2 separate regions of the Macaca mulatta genome follow, and region 1 is linked to region 2. A link is a contact called in public Hi-C data. All regions are on one chromosome and are shown on one strand. Each heading gives the region's core, a stretch centred on a gene start, on an enhancer-like site or on the middle of the called end of the contact. The rest is flanking DNA. Distances are from core to core; before and after follow the strand shown. Region 1 overlaps TMEM164 (transmembrane protein 164). Region 2 holds the start of TMEM164 (transmembrane protein 164).

Region 1 (4,069 bases), core at 23-2,522, 150 kb after region 2:
GTAGTGTGCCATGATTGTGCATGAGAATGGCCACTGTACTCCAGCCTGGGTGACATAGGGAGACCACATTTCTTTAAAAGCAAAAACAAAAACTTTTTTCTCCTTTGTTGAATGCCCTTTCCCCCCATCCCTGTGCCTATTGCTGTTTCTTTGGATGTTATTTAATTTCTCTGTGACTTAGTTTCCTGTCTGTCAAATGCACATGATCATAGTCCCTACTTCATAGGAAAGTTGTAATAATTAAATGAGATAATACATGTGTATTAGTCTGTTTTCATGCTGCTGATAAAGACATACACAAGACTGGGTAACTTATAAAGAAAAAGAGGTTTAATGGACTCACAGTTCCATGTGGCTGGGGAGGCCTCACAATCATGGCAGAAGGTGAAAAGCACGTTTTACATGGTGGCAGGCAAGAGAGAATGAGAGCCAAGTGAAAGGGGAAACCCCTTATAAAACCATCATATCTCATGAGACCTATTCACTACCACCAGAACAGTATGGAGGAAAATGTCCCCATGATTCAATTATCTCCCACTGGGTCCCTCCCACAGCATGTGGGAATTATGGGAGCTACAATTCAACATAAGATTTGGGTGGGGACATAGCCAAACCATATCAACATGTAAAAGTATTTAACACAGAACATGGTGCATAATATAAGTACTTCAATATGATTTGCTATTAAATGACAAGTGGTTAAGTTCTTGGTTCCCATTCAGCTCTCTTATTCTTGCCATTATGTTTCTTCTTACTTCACCCCCTTTCTCTTACATCTTCTTCTTCCCTTTCTCTCCTTCTTTTTCCACACTTCCTCCTTCACCTATTTCCTCTTTCTCTCCCCTGGCTTTGGGTGCAGTGGCATATGCACCTAGTTCAGTACTCTTTGTGGCCCCCTGAAGTAGAGAAGTCTTGGAGTAGGGGTGAGGCAGCCACCAGAGGAAGGAAACTGCTGGTGGGGACAGTCTCTTGGCCACTCCATCTGAAGTCTGTAGCCACAGTGGCTGCAGAGATGAAGTGGGCCAGTGACAAGAGGCTCAGGAGCTGGGAGGCCTATGTTGCAGGGCAAGTTTGGCTACTGTATGATGTGTGGCTGGGACACCAGACAGTAGGCAGAGCATGCTATGAAGATGAGGATCATTTGAACAGGAGAGGACTGGGCTAAATCACCGTGTGGAGGGACAAGTGAGGACATGTGCATGTCCTGCCTCGGTCCTGTTGCTGATACCACTATGACTACTCCCATTCATAAGGGTGGCTCCTCCCCACGGAGCAACTCCTATGAGTCAGACTTCTGTGGGAGGGAGCGAGTGAGCAGGGGACAGCTGAGTGTGCTGGCTAAGACTATAAATTCTAGAGCCAAACTGCTTGGATTTGAATCTTGGCTCTGTCACTGAATGAGAATGTATCCTTGAGTGAGTTATCTAACTTTTCTGTGCCCCAGTGTCCCATCTCTAAAACGGATATAATTGGAACAATACAGTTCTTATGAAGATTTGTTTAAATTAACTGTTTACAAAGTGATTTTCATAGTTCATGGCATAAAAGAAGTACCATGCTAGTTTTTGTTATATTTAAAAAAATTTTTAAATCATACAACAATCTTAGAAGACTGACTTTCATTTTACTGATGCCAAAATGGAGATGGAGAGTTTAAGGGCCTTGGCCAAGGCCACAGGGCTACCGAGCAGCAGAGTCAAATCTAGAACACAGCTTTGACAGACTCCAAAGTCCTAGCTTGTAACTGCAATGCTTAACTGCCTCCCTGGACATTCAGGTGGAGACTTTGCTTTCTAGGAGCTGGGAGGCAGGGTGAGGCAGGTGGGCAATGTGAGTCAAGGTGGGTGGTCAGCAATTGGAGTCTGAGAGGTTGGCAGAAGTACTGCTTGAGGACACACCTGGGACTAGTAGCTGCATGCCCTTGGCCCAGCTCCTTGCTATGGGAGAGAGCAGCCTGGCTTCCCAGGCCTGTTTCAGGGAGAGGTCAAGTCCCTTAGGTGCATGAAGGTGCTCATTTCAGCCAGAGAGCTGAGCCTTCTTGGGACTTTTTCCTTCCTTCCCTATTTTCCAGGCGACCTCAGGGAAGTTAATAACCCTTTTGCACCTCAGTTTCCTCATCTGTCAATTAAGGGTAATACTTGACCTGGCTGCTTCCTGGGGATTTTGAGACATTGAGTAGATTGTGGATGTGAAATCATTTGAAAAGCATAAAGCAGTACCTAATTTTCAGATACTAGAGTGATCTCAGACCACATTACTGTGAGGTCCAGTGTAGGCCTCTCAGACCTCCATAGCTACCTTGTGCTGATAATGCCCAGTATCCAATCTCGTGACCTTTTCCACTGGGGTCTACAGTGGTACTTGGAATCTTACCTCCTTTTCTCAGTTTTTACATTTCCCTTGGTGAGTGTAAAGTAATAGTTGAGCAGCAGGTGGGTTCCTGGGAAATTATTTTCCGTGTGGATTTTTATTTTAAAGAGCCAGAGCCAACGTCTGTGTCCAGGCTCCACAGTTGTCCCAGCTCCCATTCTGGGAGCTCTGCCATCTTTTTGGTTTCAGCCCTTGGCATAAGACAGACCTGGGCTCCTGTGCCTGGGTAGCCTGTAACTGCCTCCTCTCATTAGCACACAGTCTTGGTTATGTGCTTGCCCTGTGGGGAAAGGGAGGCATCTGATCCTTTCCCCTGGGTGCCTTTGTCTATCCTGGCATCCTTTGGTGTGTGTGTGTATGTGTGTGTGTGTACGCGTGTGTACGTGTATGTGTGTATGGTAGGGATTATGTAAGCCCAAGAGGCTAGGCCTCTTGTCAGCTGCCAAAGTTCTTTTTTCCCCAGAACTGAGTTAGCCACCCAACTGTTTCCATTCTCTGCCCGCTGCGAAGCTCTACAGCAGGGCCCCTATGGCAGGTCAAAACATGCTCTGCTTTGATAATACAGAGATTCCATTTTGAGAGAGATGGGAAACAGGAGCGAGTGAGTGGGTGTGTTGGATGTAGGGAGAGTGAGGACATTCTTTTTGGTAAGCTGTGCCAAAATTGGCCCAGCAGCTTGGTCTAAACTCAAAAGTAGGGCTAATGCTGGGCTGACACCCAAATATCCAATGGGGAAACTTTATTCTTGGATCTAGACCCTACAAGACCTAGCAATCTTTTTTTTTTTTCCCCATCTGGAATATGGGGATAATTCTACTCCATATGTTCTTCATGTCAAATGAGAAATAAACTTGTAAATAATCTACCATCTAGTCACCAGGAGCAGGAAGTGACATAAGGTTGTGATTCTTAAAGTACATTTTGCAGAATACAAACTGTTACTAAAAAAAGAGTCACTTGCTAAAAAAGTTTGGGAAACACTGGATAAACAATGGCAAGTAGGTTTCTTGTCTATAGGGACCACTCAGGTCCTTCATATTCCAATAATACGCATGGGAAACCACCAAGGGGATATATCGTATGCCACATTTCCTAAATTTTTAACCAGACTTTCTAGTGGAGCATTTACAAGTCCCTTCTCTACGAAAGACATCTAGGAAGATCCTGATCTAGATCAGAAGAATATTCATTTTGTTCTTTTTTTTTTTTTTTTTCCTGCAATTGTATAAAGAAGTGAATTGGTGAAATGCATGGGATTGCTAAAATATGGGTCCTAAACAGCAAGGGAGGTCAACTTTGGACTCTATTGAAATGAATGCTTCCTGCTCTGAAATACTTCTCTCCCTCCTATCCTCACAGCTCCCCTTTGAATTGGAGATTTACTACATTCAGCATGTTATGCTCTACGTGGTACCCATCTATCTGCTTTGGAAAGGAGGTAAGGCCAGCAAACCACATTCCTATGCAACCCTCACACCTAGCCTCTCCCTTCTGTTTTTGGGAGTCACAGCCTCTTGGGTGCTTCCCAGGATCTTCAGCTGCCTCTTGGCTGAGTTTCTTCAGCATGATTTATGCCGGGCACCAGGAAGTGGGGAGATGGGAATGGACGAAGCCTGCAAGGGGTCTGGGGACTTTTTAGACCCGTACTTCACTGGGTGACTATGGTGCTGCTGACTGCCTGTCACAGGGCCTGGGCTTT
Region 2 (3,977 bases), core at 171-2,670:
AGAAAGGCTTATTCGCTGCACAAGTAGTTAGGGCGGGCCGGCTAAGTGCCTACTATGTGTCCAGTATAGAAAGAAGTGCCCTGGAGAACCAGGTCGCGGGAGGCGGAGCCAGTCAACAGGCCTTCACCGAGGGGGCGAATTCTGTACACGGTTGTGAAGGAGGGTGGCTGTGCACGCGTGCAGGATCCGAGTGCAGAAGACGAGGCAGGCCAGGGAGGAGGAGGAAGAAGGCGGAGACTGAGCCGGAGGAGGGAGGAGGAGGGAGAGCCGAAGCCGCGGAGGGTGGGAGGTGTGAATGGTGGACGGGTGAGGGGAGTGCCAGAGGCAGAAAAGGGAAGGAGGCGAGGAGGAGTAGTCGTGGCCCGAGGGCGTGTGGTGGGGCGAGAGCTGAACTGGACGGGAGGAGGGAGGCAGTGGCGGTGGCAGCGGCGAGGGGGAGGAGAGAGGGAGGGGAAGAAGGAGGAAGCGAGCGCGGCTGCTGCAGGGGGAGGAAGACGGGGAGGAGGAGCCGTGCGCCGCGGCGGCGGCCGCCAGGGGAACTGAGCGCCCGGCGCGGGGAGCGCGGGAGCGGAGCAGTAGCCCGAGCCGGGGCCGCGGGCCGAGCTGCCGGTGAGTGAAGCCCCGAGGGGCGCGGCGGCTGATCCCCAGGGCCGGGCGGGAGGCGCGGGAGGTTGCGGCGCCGGGGCGGAGGGAGGGGGCCGGCTTTAGTCCAACCTCCGGCTGGCCCGGCCTCCCGCCCTCCCTCCGGCTTCCTCCCGCCGCTGCCTGCGCGAGGGGGGCAGGTCCCGGGCGGGCCGCGGGCTGGGGGTGGTGCTGCCTGGAGGGCGGGCGTCTGGGGCCGGAGGGTGGAGCTGGGGGTTTGGGGGTGTACCCGGGGGCGGGAGGCTGGACCAGGACCGCTCTAAATTGGCTGGAGGGGCCCGTCGGCGGCGAAGTTGCTAGCTGGGGGCAGAGACGGCCACGCGGTTGCAGGAGTAAGAGATCCCTCTGTGGCGAGTGCGTGAGACGAGGAGTCCGGCGTCCCTGCCATCCCCGTCGCCCTCCCCGCCTGCCTGGCCCCGCTAGCTCCTCTCCTGGCCTCCGCGTGTCCCCTAGCTCTGACCCCTTTTGGCTCCCGGTTCGCTGCCGCAGCACTGCCGGGTCTCCTTGGCCCCCGCCCTGACCCTCTCGGCCTCCGGCTTCCCCTGACCCCTGCTTCGCCACTGCCCCGTTCCCCTTTTCTTCCCTCGCTAGTTACCCCTCCCGCTTCCTAATTCCCGATGCAATTGCCTCTTTGAGACCTTTTTTTTTTTTTTTTTCCTCTCCTTCCTTTTAGATTGGCCAACGGCTCCTTTCAACCCTGCCTCGTTGGTGGCCACTGGAGAAGCGCGGGGGGCTCCCCCAGACAGCCGTGGGGACAAGTTAGAGCCAGCACTTTACCCCGGGCCTTGCGTGTAGCTTCCCCTCCCCTACTCTCGGTGCCCTGGTGTCTGGAGGGGGGTCGTGGGGTGTGCCCGCCTTACATGGTCCACCACCCGGGCAACCCTCTGGGCTTGTGTTCCATCTCACTCTTGCCTCCTGCACTGTGGTCAAGGGGAACCACTTTGCATCATGTCCCGGTATAGCTACCAGAGCCTCCTGGACTGGCTCTATGGGGGCGTGGACCCCAGTTTTGCAGGCAATGGGGGCCCCGACTGTGCTGCCTTCCTCTCTTGGCAGCAGCGGCTGCTGGAAAGTGTGGTGGTCCTGACCCTGGCCCTGTTGGAGATCCTGGTGGCCCTGCGGCACATCCTGAGGCAGACGAAGGAGGACGGTAGGGGTAGCCCTGGCAGCCAGCCAGAGCAGGTGACCCAGCGGCCAGAGGAAGGCAAGGAGAGCCTGAGCAAGAATCTGCTCTTAGTAGCCCTGTGCCTGACCTTCGGGGTGGAGGTGGGCTTTAAGTTCGCCACCAAGACCGTCATCTACCTGCTCAACCCCTGTCACCTGGTCACCATGATGCATGTGAGTCTGTTGACTTTTTCCTAGGCAGCCTAAGTGATAAGAGTCATTTGTGTGCTCAGGACACTCCATAGTGTACAGCATCTCATCCCGGCGGGGAGTGGGACCCTTAAAAATGATTTTCCAGCGAGTGGCTGCCTTTGTGCCGATTTCAGGTTTGGCTTTCTTTCACCTTTGCACAATGCGTCAGCCCCACAGTGGAGGTGAGGAACCTTGTGCCTTAACCCTAGGAACGACTGGCACTCACACTGGCTGCCCCTCCCCTCCCCTCCCAGCCCAGCCCAGCCCTGCCCTGCCCTGCCCTGGCCTTTCACAAGCAGGAAGTCCAGCCCCAGCCAGGTGTCCTTTCTGAATCACATCAGTGGACCATGACCCAGCTCCCTTGCCTTCTGTGGTAGTTAATTTCCCCGGGGCCTGGTGACACTCTTTCCTGGAGGTGGTCACATAAACTTTCTCATCTACACTGTGGTACTTTGGGGAAATACTTTTACAGGTTTCTCTTAATGACTCTTTCATTTGGGAGTGTATGCTCTTAGAGTGAGGTCTGCCTTTTCATTTTGAGGCATTGGAGCAGCACCAAGCTCCTACTAAGTGAGTTCTGAAGCAGGTTCCCAGGCTGACTTGTGAACTTTGGGCTGGTGATCGTTACGGTGAGAGGGTATTTCTTTTTTTGCAAACCTCTCCATCTTATCACTGTCATTCTGTCTCCTGTGGTCATAGTCCAAGGGTGCTTAGGAAGCTGATTTCTTTACCTCCTCGACTTCCACCCATTAGCAGTGCTAAGGAAAACAAATGGGATTGAAAAGGCAAGTTGCCAGATTCATAAAAATAATCTGGGTGAGGACCAAGAGTGAGACTGTCTGTACTCAGCCTGTGTGGAGAGATGTTCTAAAGCTATAAAATCATAGAGGAGGATGAAGAGGAGACTGGGAGAGCAATCAGTCTTTTTTAGATTTCAGACTGTGGAAAACCCAGTGTGTTTTATTCAGGGGCAGTTTTGAAACCTGTCATTAGCATCTTTACTGTCTTTATGGTTGTAGAAGGTTATTCTTTGGAGACTTGTGACAGCCTAGCTTGGGGCAGGAGGTTGAGATTATTATCTCCATTTTACAGGCCTGGCGGGGTTTATGAATGACAGGTCATTTGCTTGCAGCCAAAAGGTGAATTAGTGCTTGGGTTGGAAAGCAGATTCATCCACCTTGAGGTTGTAAGCTGTCACCCCCAAAGTGAGGGTGGCAGTGGGTGGTGGGGCAGTCCTGTGGGCAGTGTCAGGCAGATGAGCACCACGCTGTCTACTCATGGCTTGGATACTTGCACTGTGTTCCTAGGAACTCATTTGATTGCAGGCTCCTGGATGTGGTGAATGACCCCGGCCTCTTCCCTTCTTGCAGATATGGTAAGAAGGTGTGGATAGCTTTGGAATAAAGCGGCTGTTTTTGATTGGGTGGCGTAAGCATCCGGGTTGGAGTGGGCAGCATTTTTTAAGAAAGGGCTTCTTGGGAAGTGATGCCATTCACAGGAAGTCCAGGGCTGCCCTAGCTAGACCTTCTGTGTAAATTTGAGCCAGTCTTCTTTCTTTCTTTTTTTAATGAATGGGCTTTTTGTTAATGATAGGAAACAACGCATCTCAGCCCATGCTGTGTGAGGCTGTCGGGACAGGAGTGCTTTTTTTTTTAGGATGGCAGGTGGTGAGGGTCAAAGGGTGCATCTTCTACAAAGTGGCCTTGAGGGCTCTGGCAACCATACATCTACAAGGTCAACAAAGGACTAAATTCAGCCTGGCTGCTGCTAGTGTGATGACGTCAAGACTGGCAACACCATGGTTTTTAGAAGAAAGATTTTTAGAGGCTCTTAGAAGACTCTGGAGACCTAGTGCTGGCATTAATTCATTGTGTGACTTTGGAGAAAGTACTAATCCTGGTCCTCAGTTTGCCTACTTATAAAATGAGGCAGAGTTGCCCTCCTAGCTCTTGACGGTTTATGTGATTCTTGTCCCCATA

The links. Hi-C and Micro-C count contacts between places; a contact is called where the count stands out from the background.
Region 1: a contact with region 2 is called in a Hi-C map of cortical neurons, with 5 times the contacts expected there. The contact joins the enhancer-like site here to the promoter of TMEM164 in region 2. A contact is called at or near these places in 2 of 14 Hi-C or Micro-C datasets (cortical neurons and liver).

The regions. Positions count from the first base shown.
Region 1 is chrX:116,921,544-116,925,612 of T2T-MMU8v2.0, forward strand. It overlaps TMEM164 (transmembrane protein 164), which reads left to right. Exons shown (of 6, transcript NM_001261008.1): 4 at 3,730-3,808. Among named protein-coding and RNA genes, the nearest start is that of MIR652, 95 kb to the left of the region's middle. Within about 2 kb of position 1,273, at least 13 of the 40 cell types and tissues checked have an H3K27ac peak or open chromatin away from gene starts, as enhancers often do. A contact at or near this core is called in cortical neurons, where this site is marked.
Region 2 is chrX:116,775,705-116,779,681 of T2T-MMU8v2.0, forward strand. It overlaps TMEM164 (transmembrane protein 164), which reads left to right and starts at 1,421. Exons shown (of 6, transcript NM_001261008.1): 1 at 1,421-1,980. The coding sequence starts at 1,591.